Linked DNA regions of Mus musculus: region 1 is linked to region 2. Evidence: chromatin contacts called from public Hi-C data. All regions are on one chromosome and are shown on one strand. The core of a region is the stretch at or near the end of the contact, and the rest is flanking DNA. Distances in the headings are between cores, read along the strand shown.

The links. Hi-C and Micro-C count contacts between places; a contact is called where the count stands out from the background.
Region 1: a contact with region 2 is called in a Hi-C map of the N1E-115 cell line, with 5 times the contacts expected there. A contact is called at or near these places in 5 of 484 Hi-C or Micro-C datasets (the HL-1 cell line, the N1E-115 cell line, Sertoli cells and 2 more) and 1 of 130 datasets of targeted methods (the NIH/3T3 cell line).

The regions. Positions count from the first base shown.
Region 1 is chr19:36,816,152-36,823,008 of GRCm38.p6, reverse strand. No RefSeq gene overlaps it. Among named protein-coding and RNA genes, the nearest start is that of Tnks2, 15 kb to the left of the region's middle.
Region 2 is chr19:36,530,110-36,537,308 of GRCm38.p6, reverse strand. It overlaps Gm32143 (a long non-coding RNA gene), which reads left to right. Exons shown (of 3, transcript XR_386676.3): 2 at 1-166; 3 at 3,209-3,386. Among named protein-coding and RNA genes, the nearest start is that of Gm32143, 5.1 kb to the left of the region's middle.

The sequences.
Region 1 (6,857 bases), core at 3,504-6,003, 280 kb before region 2:
CGTGTTGGTCATTATTGCAGCTCATGGGCTTTATAGCTGGATAAGCCTGTTGATTCTTGCCCCACACCCTAGCATCTGGCATAGCACCATCCAGCATTATGAAGCTTCCTGGTCAGTACCAACTTGATTTCTTCATACCCTGTGACCAAAGTGTGTGATGTCTTTGGTGTCTTCTAATAGGGTCATACAGTCACACTCTGGTGGGAAACGAACACCAACAGCAATAGCCGTGTTATTTTTTTGGGGGGGAGGGGTGTCTCTGGGACATTCCCTTAAATTTGCTTCTTGTCAAATATTTTGTCACAGCAATGGGAGAAGTAACTAAAGAACCCTCAGGTCTTAATGACCCCAAATGACACACTGTATTGTTGTTGCATTGAAGATTAGCTTCAGCATGGATTTTGGAGGTGATGTCATCATTCAGACCACAGCAGCATCTCTTCCTCTATTCACAATATCTCTTTCTAGTTACTCTTTAGTAAAGTGCCTATTTGTATCCTGACCATTGTTTATTGTGTTTGCTGTTTGTAGAAATTCTTTATGTATTTTTGGATACTAATCCTTCACCAGTTATATTTGTGGAAAATATATTTTCCATTTTTTTCATCTATTCTTTATCCACTTTCTCAATGGGAAGATGTCTCAGTTTTAATGTAGTTAGGTTTATAATATTTTCTTGTAGGATTTGTGCCTCTGTTAAGGAGTCTCCATTACTCCAAGGTCATAAAGATAAAATTCATTTGGACTGGAACTCCAAGGTCATAATGATAGCGTTTTCTTCTGGACTGGCAAAACTGCTTTGTTGGTAAAGGCTTTTATAGCCAAGCCTGAGAACTTGAGTTTAATCCTCAAGTGGGAGGATAGAGCCAACTCCACAAGTTATCTTCTTACTTCTACACTGTGGCACACGTGGTGCATCCCCTTACCTCCCAAATCGCTGAGCAAACAAATAAATAAATGTTTTAAAAGATTTAAAAATATTGTCAAGAGCTCTAATTTTTCCCTAGAAGTTAAACATTTCCCCTGTATACTTAAGTTATTGATCATTATGGACTTGATTTTGAAATTAATCATTATGGACTTGATTTTGAAGTTTAATATGAAATAAGTAATCATTTTCTTTACTCGTCCCTCACAATAATAGAAAATCTCCTAGCACCACTTATCAAGTGCTCCCATCTTAAGAAGAGGGCTACAGGCCCACATCAAGCTTCCAAAAATGCAGGACTCTGTTCCAGATGGTTCCATTAATTGTAGACCACATCCTCTGCCGATACCACTTCAACTCAATATCTATCTATCTATCTATCTATCTATCTTTGGTTTTTCGAGACAGGGTTTCTCTGTGTAGCCCTGGCTATTCTAGAACTCACTCTGTAGACCAGGCTGGCCTCGAACTCAGAAATCCACCTGCCTCTGCCTCCCGAGTGCTGGGATTAAAGGTGTGTGCCACCATGCCCCGGCTCTCAGCTCAATATTTAATAGCTGCCACTGACCATTAACCCTTAGTAACACGGGTAACAGTAATAACAGTTCTTACAGTTAACTGAGAAGTCAGCAGTAAGCAGTTCTTTCTAAACAAGATGATTAATGGGTTTCTCCCAAGAAACCATTAACCAAGGCATCAGACACTAAGTAACAAAACTTAGGACTGGGAAGAAGCAATTGTATCACCCGGTAAACTCCATTCAATAGATTTTTTTTTTAATCTTTACATACCTTTGCTCTTGGAGATAAGATATAAACAAAATGCTAACTATAAGAGACAGTAGCCAATTTCTTCTAAGTATTAAAACAATTTGTCTAAGTAAGTGTTTTTCCCCCCAACCCTTGCTTATTACTGTCCTATTTACTACAGTGAGGAAATGGAACTTATATGTCCATCAGTGGATGAATGGAAAATGAAAAAAAAATGGTACATCGATAGTGTTCAGCTCTAAAGAAAAATTAAATCCCCAAAACTTTCAGGAAAGTGTATGTTCTTAGCGAGAATAGTAGTAGATGATGTTACCCAAACTTAGGAGAAAAAGAAACAACCACATCTTCTTCCTCCTGTGCAGATCCTAGCTTATAATGAATGAGAGAGAGAGAGACAGAGAGACAGAGAGACAGAGAGACAGAGAGACAGAGAGAGAGAGTGTGTGTGTGTGTGTGTAAATATGGGCATAGTAAAACACTTAGAAAGGAGACCAAGAAAGAATAATATTGAGTGATGAGTAAGGATGGGATGCAGGCCAAAGAACACTTGAGGAATGAAAAGGGATCTGAGGCAGGTCAACGGTCATTTATTTTTTTCTTTTAAAGTTATTTTCTTTTTATGTGTCTGAGTGTTTTGCTTGCGTATGTTTGCGCACCGTGTGTGTATAGTGTCCATGGAGACCAGAAGAGGTCACTGGATGCCCAGGAACTAGAGTTACAGACCATTGTGAATCATCATGTGAGTGCTGGGAATGAAACCCAGGTTCTCTGGAAGAGCAGCCAGCACCTTTAACTGCTGAGTCAGTGCCTGGATCCATCCTATGTGTTTTTCTTTCTTTCTTTCTTTCTTTCTCTCTTTCTTTCTTTCTTTCTTTCTTTCTTTCTTTCTTTCTTTCTTTTTCTACTTTGTTTTGCTTTTAGGGTGGATAAAGGTACAAAAGTATAACCCACAGTGAAAGTGTAAACTATAAGTGACACTCCATGGCTTCATTTTAACTTTATAAGTGTTTATTTGAGTGGCTACCTTAATCTAGTTCCATGATGTCATATATATATATATGTGTGTGTGTGTGTGTGTGTGTGTGTGTACACACACACACAAATCTATGCCATATATGTTATGTATGATCTATACTATATCCATCAAAATTATAAGTATATATATATATATATATGATATATATGCCTTCAATTTTTAATTATATGTGCTTATGTATACTTGTGTGCATGCATGTGTGCCATGTGTGTGCAGGTGCTAGCAGAGGTCAGAAGAGGACATTGGAGCCTGGAATTGGAGGTACGGGTGGTTGTGCACCATGAGGCTGCTGAAACTGGTCCTAATCATCTGCAAGATCAGTGAGCATCCTTAACTTCTGAGCCATCTCTTCAAGCTCCAAGAACAAGTGCTTTCTGATTTGACAACATAAACCATTACCCAAAGATGATTTATTTTTATTTTTATCTTTTTGTTCTCTTTTCTTTATTGGATTTTAAAAATATTATCTGCCTTTCACTGATCTTCTTGGGTATAACTTCATATTTTAGTTTTTATTTTTAATTTTTTTCAGTTGGAGTTCTTTTTCAGTATTTAAATACAAAAAGTGAGCGCTGACTTCTTTTTTTATACATATGCAGGTCTAAGAGCCAAACTGTACAGAGGAAATGAGGGCCTGCTCTGCTCAGCGCCCCTCTGGCTAAAGCTACAGCTAGCTTCCCTTCTCTCCAGCACACCCAGGGATTCCTGGTGGCTGTTTTGTACTGTAGCTGTAATGGATTTTGTCAGTCCCACACTGTTTACACGTCTTAGCATTTCCATTCTTTAAAATAAAAAAAATGTTAATGGTCAGAGGTGTTTACTTCTTTCCCACAATGGGCACGTAAGAACTTCCTTAGGAGCTTTTACTAAGGGAACAGAGTGGAATGACCTCCACATGGCTGTACTCCAGCATCATGAGTGAGAACAGGAAGTGAGGGCGTTAGAAAGGGCTCAGGTGCACCTGGGGTCCCTCCGTGAGAAACAGAGAAAGTTCCCACCCGGTTCAAATAGATGGATGTGCCAAGGTTAAAAAAAAAAAAAAAAAAAAGAATAAACAGTCCAAACAAAGCTGGGCGTGGTGGCGCACGCCTTTAATCCCAGCACTTGGTAGGCAGAGGCGGGCGGATTTCTGAGTTCGAGGCCAGCCTGGTCTACAGAGTGAGTTCCAGGACAGCCAGGGCTACACAGAGAAACCCTGTCCCGAAAACCCAAAAAAAAAAAAAAAAAAAAAAAAAAAAATCCAAACAATAAGCAGTTCAAACAGAAATGAATTTCAAATTTCGCCTACCAGGACAAATACCGCAGTGACATTCTAGATCTTTCCAGGAAGTGGAAGTTCTAGCACTCCTCCTGACAGCCCCGTGTGAGGCCCTAAAAGTAAGCTACTGCTGGGCTTGCTACTGTTGCTCCGTTTGCAACTTTTCAAAGACAACAGGAAGAAGCAAGATCATGAAGGAAGAAGTGGTCCCAATCCACAAAGTCGCCCTGGAAAATCTGTAATCTTCTGAGCCACAAAGAGTGAGAGATTTAAGGTGGTCAAAGGTGGCTCGGGCGACTGACCAGACCATCTCAGGAAACAAACATCTCCATCAGACCCCAGAGTCTCTCCGACAGGGTCTCCTCTAGCTGCAGCGACGGCGGCGGCGGCGGCCATAGCTGTAGGCCTGTTTTTTTTTTTAAGTTAGGGTCTTAGCCATGATGAAATATCTGACAAGGACAAATTAAGGGAGAGATGGTTTATTCTGGCTCACAGTTCAAAAGAAATCCATCACTGCGGCGAAGCAAAGGCAGCCGGTCACACTGCACCCACAGTCAAGAGGCAGAAGAGTAAGGAATGCATGCTGTGTGTGTGCGTGTGTGCGTGTGCGTGTGTGTGTAGAACACATGCACGCGGGGGGCGGGGGCACGGTGGCTGGAAGAGGCTGTCAGATCCCCTGGAGCTGGAGACAATTGGGGAGCCTCCTGACATGGGAGCAAGTCTAATTGCCGAGTCCCTCCCTACTCAGCTCTTCTACTCCCTTTGTGGAAGTCCAGGAAGTCCCTCCCACAATTAAGATGGGTCTTCCCACATCAATTAACAATAAGCACTCCCCAAAGACATCCTCAGGGGCCCAGCCTTTCCAGATGGTAAAAGATTTTTGTCAAATTGACACTAGCCATCATAGACTACATAGGAAGAACACAGGGTCCTGGCGTCTTACACATGTGTGTCATTATACATTGTTCTCTTTCGTTTCTTACCCCACTGCTTTTCCTTATACTCCCTCCCGGTGCAGCAGCCGCCTGCTTGCCTTCCAGTCAGTCACGGGTTCGCTTTCCATCGCGACCAGTATTTCTCATCTTCCTTAAGATCTCTTCCTCCCCTCTTCTCATCCCCTTTCTAGTTTTGTGACATGCAAACATATATAACACACATAAATTTTGGTTCCATATATGACAGAAAATGGGATTTTTTTTCTGAATCTGTTATATTTTACTTAACATGATTTCCAGGTGTATCCTTTTTTTTTTTTTCAAATGGCATAATTTTAATTTTCTTACAGCTGCTTAAGATTCTATTGCATATGTATTATCAAATTGCTTTGTCCACTTCCTGGATGTTGTGAATATTGCAGTTGTAAACACGGTGTGCAAGTATGTTGTGGACTTCCAGTCCTTTGGGAATCTGTCCAAGAGTGGATAGATTAGATACGTCACATTTCTTTCGTTAAAAATTTTTATTTATGTATGTATATATTTATGTATTTATTTATTTTATGTATATGAGTACACTGTAGCTGTCTTCAGGCACACCAGAAGAAGCCATCAGATCCCATTACAGATGGTTGTGAGTCACCATGTAGTTGCCAGGAATTGAACTCAGGACCTCTGGAAGAGCAGACAGTGCTCTTAACTGCTGAGCCATCTCTTCAACCTTCTCTTTAAAACTTTTAAAGAATTATTTTAAATTATGTTCTCATTTTATTCATTCACTTATTTTGTGTGTGTGCATGTGTGTATATACCACGTGTATGTGTGTGCCCACAGAGACTTCACGTGTATGTGTGTGCCCACAGAGACTTGAAGAAGGTGCGAGATTCCCCGGAGCTGGGGTTATAGGCAGTTGGGGGGCCTCCTGACATGGGTACCAGAGCAACAAGCAGTCTTTAATTGCTGAGCCATTTCTCCAACCCCTTCAGCCCCCACTTTACATTTCTTTATGAAAAATTTCAGGGGACTGGAAAGATGGTTTGGCAGTGGAGGGAACTTGTTGACTTAGGTTTGGTTCCCAGTATCCATGTACTTTATAAGGTGATTCATATCCTTTCCTGACCTCCATGGGTACCAGACATGCATGTGGGCACATATGTACTTGCACAAAAAATACTTCTATACATTAAATAAACAAATCTAAAACAGAAAGAAAAAAGAAAGATGGATTGATTTCAGGGGCTGGAGAGACAGTTTTTTTTTTTTTTTTTTTCGAGACAGGGTTTCTCTGTGTAGCCCTTAGCCCTGGCTGTCTTGGAACTTACTTTGTAGACCAGGCTGGCCTCAAACTCAGAAATCCGCCTGCCTCTGCTTCCAGAGTGCTGGGATTAAAGGCGTGCCCGGCTGAGAGGGCTCAACAGTTAAGAGCACTTTATGTTCTTGCCAAGGACCCAGATTCAGTTCCCTACACCTTTGTCAGGCAGCTTATAACTGCCAGTAATGCCAGCTCCAGGGGTCTGACACTCTCTTATAGCCTCCAAGGGCACCCACGTGTGCATGGAGCATGTAGGCACACACAGACAAATACACAAATACATACATCCACACACAATACACACACAGATACAAATACATACATACACGTACATACACAAACACACACATACACAAACATATACACACACATCAATTAAAAAGTACATTTACAAATAGTTTCAATTTCAAACAAAACATCTCTTTTCTATTTTTTTTTTCTTTCCTATTTTGAGGGCACATTTAAACATATTTCCTTTTCCACCCAGTGTGAAGGCGTAAAAGAGAAGCACAGGTTGATACTTGCGTGAGAACGTCTATTAAACCACTGCGCATACGCCTACCTCTATAAAATGTAAGGTTTCAAATTACCAGAAGCCAGCATAGCGCTGACACTTCT
Region 2 (7,199 bases), core at 1,114-3,613:
GGACACACATCGTGTCCGATGTGGTTTCCAGGCAGAGCGGCTATGGAGACAGACGTGTTGAGAGGTGCATACAGATTTCTGCTCCCTAATTGAGCAGAGATGAATTATCCAGCCCTGACTACCAGCACGGATGATGAAACAATGCATTTTTAGACTCTTCTCCGGGGTATGTATGAATATGTGGTGTGTAGGACTTTTCCTCCAAGGATAATTTTAGCCCTGAAAACTCATCAAATTATTTCAAATCCTGGCAAGTTTCAAAACATGAGTGGGTGACTTAGGAAAGGTCTATTCTCAAGAAGTAACAATGGTGTCAGCACCATCCAAGGGACTTGAGAAAGAACGCGCGCACACACACACACACACACACACACACACACACACGCTCTCTCTCTCTCTCTCTCTCTTACACATACACACTGAATCACTTTTTCTCTCCCTCTCCCTCCTCCACTCTCCTCCTTCCCTCCCTCTGTTCTTTTGCTTCCCAGAAATTAAGATGGATTGACCACATTGAGAGTTATTTGTATATTTCTTTTCAAAGCCAAGGAATACATTTATATTGGCGTTAGAGACAAACAGTTCTATCCCACAGAAACTCGGACAGAGTTTAGGCTTAAATCAACCAGCACCACCGGAGCTGGAGGGATCACTCAGTGTTAAGAGCACTGACTGCTCTTCCAGAGGTCCTAAATTCAATTCCTGACAACCACATGGTGGCTCACAACCATCTGTAATGGGATCTGATGCCCTCTTCTGGTGTGTCTGAAGACAGCTACACTGTACTCCTATACAATAAATAAATCTTAAACAAACAAACAAACAAACCAACAAACCCAGCACCACAACCATGATTATTGCTGACCAGACACCACCGTTTCTACTTGCCACTTCTCTCTTTCCTTTCTCCCGAGTCTTCCTCTCACAGAACAACACAGTCAACGGGGGTGGTAATATATATCTGTCAGTCATCCCGGGTGGTTTCAGACCCTGCCTTTGCAGGGATGAAAAAGAAACGCTCTAAAGGAATAAGTAACTACACACCGTGTGAGTAGGTCTTCCTACTTCCCTTGGCCTCGTTTTAATTCTCCCTCCTGCCTCCTACCAAACACATCTTTCCAGGTGGACTGCCATTCGCTTGATGGGATTGCTTTCCTTCTGCTTAGCAACTGGCTAGAGAAACATCATCAAAAGACCCCCACCCCTCTCTGCCATAACCAAAGCGTCACTCTCCCTGCCCACTCATCTGTGCTAGAGAGGATTAGACTGAACCTCGGGTGGCAAAGAGCAAATGCTTTGACACCCCCCCCCCCCCAGAGAATTGATAGCCCTCTGAGAACAGCACAATGTGCTCATGAGACAATCAGAAAGCTTCACACAGAAGTATAATAGGCTCTAACATGAATATAATTAATGATCAGGCCGGAGGAAATGAGCCAGCCAGTTAAATAAATATTTATTTAAGCAACTGTGGCAGACCCACCTGCACTCAATGGATTTTTTTTTTTAGCTTCATTAAAAACCTAAATTATATACATCCAAGAGACCAAACGGGTTAATATACATCAGACCTATGTGCAGGTTATAGGTACACAAGCTAAGAGAGTCCCAGCATTAAATTACCTTAAATGCACTCGGCTTTTGTCTACGGAGCATCCGCACCTGTGAATTCAATTGACTTCATGCCTAAATTATTCAGAAAATATTGTGTTAGCAATGATTATTTTCAGACTTTTTTTTTCTTTCTTTTCTCTCTTCCCAAAACCCTAACAGTACAAGGCTGGTGAAGGAAATGAGAGGATAAAGGTTGGAGCTATGCAGATGGTCTTGGGACACTGGCCTGAGGAGGGCCTGAGTAGAGATGGAGTCTTAGATGATGTTGGTTAGGCTATAGGAATCTATGAGATTGCTCTAGTAGAGGTGAGGGGAGACTTGAAACAGAAATCAGACCCTGCCAGGAGCTGGGATGTGAGAGATAATGAAGGCAAGAACAATGAAGGAGGCAGCAGAAATTGGCAGGACGTAATGGTGGTGGGAATAAAAGAGAAACTTAAGTGCTGAGTTACTAAAGAAAAGAAGCTGTTTGCGGCTGCCCCTAATCTAATGAGGTAAATAGCTCAAAGGGCAACTGCCAGTCATGGCTGCTGTTAAGAGCTCCATTGCTCCAGGAGGAAGATTGGTCTAATCTAGTTTAGCTTTTCTTCTGTACTTTTCCTTGAATGCTGTGAATGGAGTTCAGGCGATTCACAGGGGTATCGCCCTGGAAAACCAGTTGGCTGCCAAGACACCGCACAGAGTGACATTCACTGCCGGTGACTCGAACAGAGAAGGATCTGGCATTAGTCCCGTTGGCAGGATGAGGCTTTTTATCCCTCTCTCTTTCCTTTCCCTGGGGCATGGCACACACCCAAGTCCACTCTCGGATCAGGCACGCAGTAAGTAAGGACTAGAAAGGGGTCTTTTGTCAAACCAGACCTTCATCCACCAGCAGGGACTGGAAACTCTTGGAAATTCTTCTATTCCAGGCTAGGAAAGAAATAAAGAAAAGCAGATGGAATGGAGTGATTGACAACCTAGACCGGAAACTAAGGAGGAGAAGGGCTGAGATCAGAGATCTAGGCACAGAGCAATTTAAAATACTAAGAGGTGGAAGGGAACAAAAAACCCCTTCCGTACAAGGGAGGGGCTCCCAGGACCCTGGGAAAGAGGTGACAGTGTGGGTGGCCTTGGGAGTTAAGAACAAAGGGCAGGCGGGGGTGGAGCCCTGGGAAGCAGAGCTGCGGTTAGGACTAGAGCAGATGGTTTGAGCAGGAAGTCGCTGTTCTGAACGTTCTTCTGGACCTGTCATTGCATGAGATTGATCAGCTCGGCTCTGTCTGCATCCAGAGAGAAACTCTGCCTTTCCGCGGAGGCACACGGTAGCCAAAGCCACCGAAATGAGAGGATGAGCCAAGTTACGGATCGCATCTCATAATGAGAAACGCAGGGGTCCACTGCAGAGTTCAGAGTCACCACCTTGCTGGCCAGCCAGGAGAGAAGTCAAATGATGGCCCAAGGGTGCAGATGAGCCCACAACCGGAACACAGGTGGCCTGCCGCATAACTCATAGCATAGAGGCAACCTACGCAAAGACACTTCCCCTACATACAGTGTTTAAATGACTCCAGCAGCCTTTGCAGCTTAAACTTTCCTCCTTTTATTTGTCTAGGCCACTGAAACTACCTGCATCCACATTCACTGGGGGAATCTGAAGTGTCCATATACCATCAAGGTGCTATCCAGGCTTGCCAGAATCAATGTCTTAAGAGATTTCCTGGAATCGGCAGTTTTTAAGAAGTCTGCACGGAATTTATGGACCCTAAATACAGTTGCATGATAATCACTCAGTTTCTTTGCAGTCATTGAGCGGAGCACATTTATTTAACTAGGTTTGTCTGATTGTATTTATGATCCGAGGTCTGAAAAGCAAATCATTTGTCTCTTTCCCAGTTTGGGAACTTGTGCCTATTAAATTGTCAGTGTAAGAGGGGAAGTGGGAAGCTAAGTGTTGGCTTTGTTTAATGCTCTCTGGTCAGTCTTTTGACGGATAATAGGACTTCCCAGCTTTCCATTAGAGCTCAGACCTAGACCTGGCAGCTGGAGGATGTGAGGAAGGCCCTGCCCATTGGGGTTTCTGCATGGAGATAGAGGTAGAGTTAGGGGCCAATGAACCAGTCCAGAGGAAGAGAGAGATAAGAGCTTGGGTAATTCTTCAACAAGTTCTGTCAGTTACTTTTCTGTTACTATGAAGAAACACTAGGACAGAACCAACTTAAAGAAAAGTAGTTTATTTTGGCGTATAGTTCTGAGGAATAAGTGTCCATCAGGCCAGGCACGGCAGCAGGGTCAGGAAGCAGGGAGGTCACATAATTCTACACATTCCAGAGGCAGGACTGCAGGTGGAGTGAGACTTTTCAAGTCTTAAAGCCCACCCTTAGCAATGTATTTCTCCATCAGGGCTGTAGCCTCTCCCACAACAGCGCCACCAACTGGGGACCAACTGTTCAAACACCTGAGCCTGTCAGAGACATTGCTCACTCAAATGACCATACATTGTAACCCTGCCTGGCAGACAGCATGACCTCCTGAGCCTCTCTTTGTTCCCCGTCTCCAAAAGGGTACAAGTTGCTTAGTTTCCCTCTAGGATCACACTGAAGCTCTGCTTCTGCGACCTACTTGAAACAGGCTTCTAGCAGACTTCTCCAGGAAGTTGTGAACTCCCCGGCCTGGCCTTATTTTTGACTTAGCTTTTTCTTCAGCACTGTTTCTGCCATTGCTCGCCCCCCCCCCCCCCCAACTCCTGACAAGAACTTCTGCTTCTTTCTCCCCACAGAGCAACCAGCCTAGGTTTCAGAAAGACCACCAGTTATGGCATAGGGAGAGCCAGGCACAGGCTGGACCTGCCTCTCAATCACTTTCTCCTATGCCTCATGCTGAAGTCTCCCCCTCACTGCAGAGAGCTACAGAAAGATCTTCAGTCAAAGGAAGAGGCTCAGCTGTGCTCGCTTACCAGACTCTCCTCAAAGAGCTGGTTTGGGTGGTTTTAATACTGCCCTTCAGTCCTTAGACATGGCTGGGGTCAGTCTGAGAAAATCAGTGTGGCCACACAGAGGAGAGATTTCTTTTAGGAGATGTAGGGGTAGATGTAGGTATAGGACATGTGGCAGTCTGTTGCATAAGAGATGAAACAGAGGAGCAGGAAGAACAGCTGAGCCAGGGGACAAGTGACACGAGATGTGGCTGGAGTGTGGACAGAGGCCATCCTGATGGGTCCTCCCCTATGCCGTGCTAAATCCCAGAGCTTTATCCTGTTGACAACAGTTACCAAAGTGGATTCTGTATATTTCCCATTGGGGGCAAGCCAGCTAAGCTGCTGCTAGTGCATTTTAAAAGATTATAAATTATAGTCACTAGTAAACATAATTATTGATGTACTTATATATTTTTTAGTCTTAAAAATGGAAATAATGAGCTGGGCATGGTGGTGCACGCCTTTAATCCCAGCACTCAGGAGGCAGAGGCAGGTGAATTTCTGAGTTTGAGGCCAGCCTGGTCTACAAAGTGAGTTCCAGGACAGCCAGGGCTATACAGAGAAACCCTGTCTCGAAAAATCAAAAAAAAAAAAAAAAAAAAAAAAAGGAAATAATGAACCTACCAATTTGTGGTAGCTGGGTGTTTGAAATATGCTCCCCAGGCTGATATGTTTGGACACCCGATCTGCAACCTGTGTCATTCAGGTTGTGGGGCCCATGTGGTTTGCTAGGTCAGTAGGACAGAAACAGTTCATGATGCTCTTGCCTCGCTAGGCTAAGAAGTTCCCCTCAGCTTTTAAGGACCTCAATAAAGGCTGAAATGAACTGGGAACTTCAGGACTTGCTGGTATAGTGAAGCAAAGTTGGACATTTTATTAAAGATATTTAGATACAGGCTTAAGCATGAGAGTTAAAAGGCACTCAGAAGAAAATAAGATATACCCAAGTGGCAGGATGTGTTTCCCAAGGTAGAAACGACGCATCCAAGTGGTGGCTGGGTACAGGCTCTTCAAGATAGAGTATGCAATTAATTCTTAGCCTTAACCATATATACCATTTTGATGGCTCTCAACTTGTATTTCCAATGTTTGCTAAGAAATCATCCCCCCTCCCAATTTTCTTTTCTATTTCTTTTGATAAATAAGGTGGCTCTGAAGATGCCTTGGATGAAATTACAGTCTCATAAGGTAAAGTCAAGAGTCAGTAGGGTTGCTCAAAGGATTTACTGTGTGTCTTTTTCCTGTAAATGGGGTCTCTGGTAAGATTCCTACAAAACTGCTGGTTTGTAGCTTAGAAGAGAGAAAAAAGAGAAGCCACAAGCAGTATTAAAGCTGCTGCCACCATGTCTTCTATGCCACAGTGGACTGTGTCTTAGTGTCACTGTTGCTATGACAACACACCATGACAAAAGCAACTTGGGGAGGAAAGGGTTTATTTGGCTTACACTTCCACGTTGTAGTCTGTCACTGAAGGAAGCCAGGACAGGATTCAAACAGGGCAGCTATCTGGAGGTAAGAGCTGATACAGAGACTGTGGAGTGGTGCTGCTTACTGGCTTGCTCCCCATGGGTTGCTCAGTCTGCTTTCTTATAGAACCCAGGACCACCAGCCCAGGGATGGCCCCAGCCACAATGGGCTGAGCCCTTCCCCATCAATCACTAATTAAGAAAGTACCTTACAGCTACATCTTATGGAGGCCTTTTCTTTTTCTTTTTCTTTTTTTTTTAAATTTAATTAGGTATTTTCTTCATTTACATTTCCAATGCTACCCCAAAAGTCCCCCATGCCCCCCCCACTCCCCTACCCACCCACTACCACTTCTTGGTCCTGGCGTTCCCCTGTACTGAGGCATATAAAGTTTGCAAGACCAATGGGCCTCTCTTTCCACTGATGGCTCACTAGGCCATCTTCTGATACATATGCAGCTAGAGACACGAGCTCTGGGGGGTACTGGTTAGTTCATATTGTTGTTCCACCTATAGGGTTGCAGACCCCTTTAGCTCCTTGGGTACTTTCTCTAGCTCCTCTATTAGGGGCCCTGTGATTCATCCAATAGCTAGTTGTGAGCATCAACTTCTGTGTTTGCTAGTCCCCGGCATAGCCTCACAAGAGACAGCTATATCAGGGTCCTTTCAGCAAAATCTTGCTAGTGTGTGCAGTGGTGTCAGTGTTTGGAGGCTGATTATGGGATGAATCCCTGGATATGGCAGTCTCTAGATGCACCCCTGGATGTTTGTCTCAGCTCCAAACTTTGTCTCTGTAACTCCTTCCATGGGTCTTTTGTTCCCAATTCTAAGAAGGGGCAAAGTGTCCACACTTTGGTCTTCGTTCTTCTTGAGTCTCATGTGTTTTGCAAATTGTATCTTGTAATCTTGGGTATAGTAAGTTTCTGGGCTAATATCCACTTATCAGTGAGTACATATCATGTGAGTTCTTTTGTGATTGGGTTACCTCACTCAGGATGATGCCCTCCAGGTTCATCCATTTGTCTAGGAATTTCATAAATTCATTCTTTTTAATAGCTGAGTAGTACTCCATTGTGTAAATGTACCACATTTTCTGTATCCATTCCTCTGTTGAGGGGCATCTGGGTCTTTCCAGCTTCTGGCTATTACAAATAAGGCTGCTA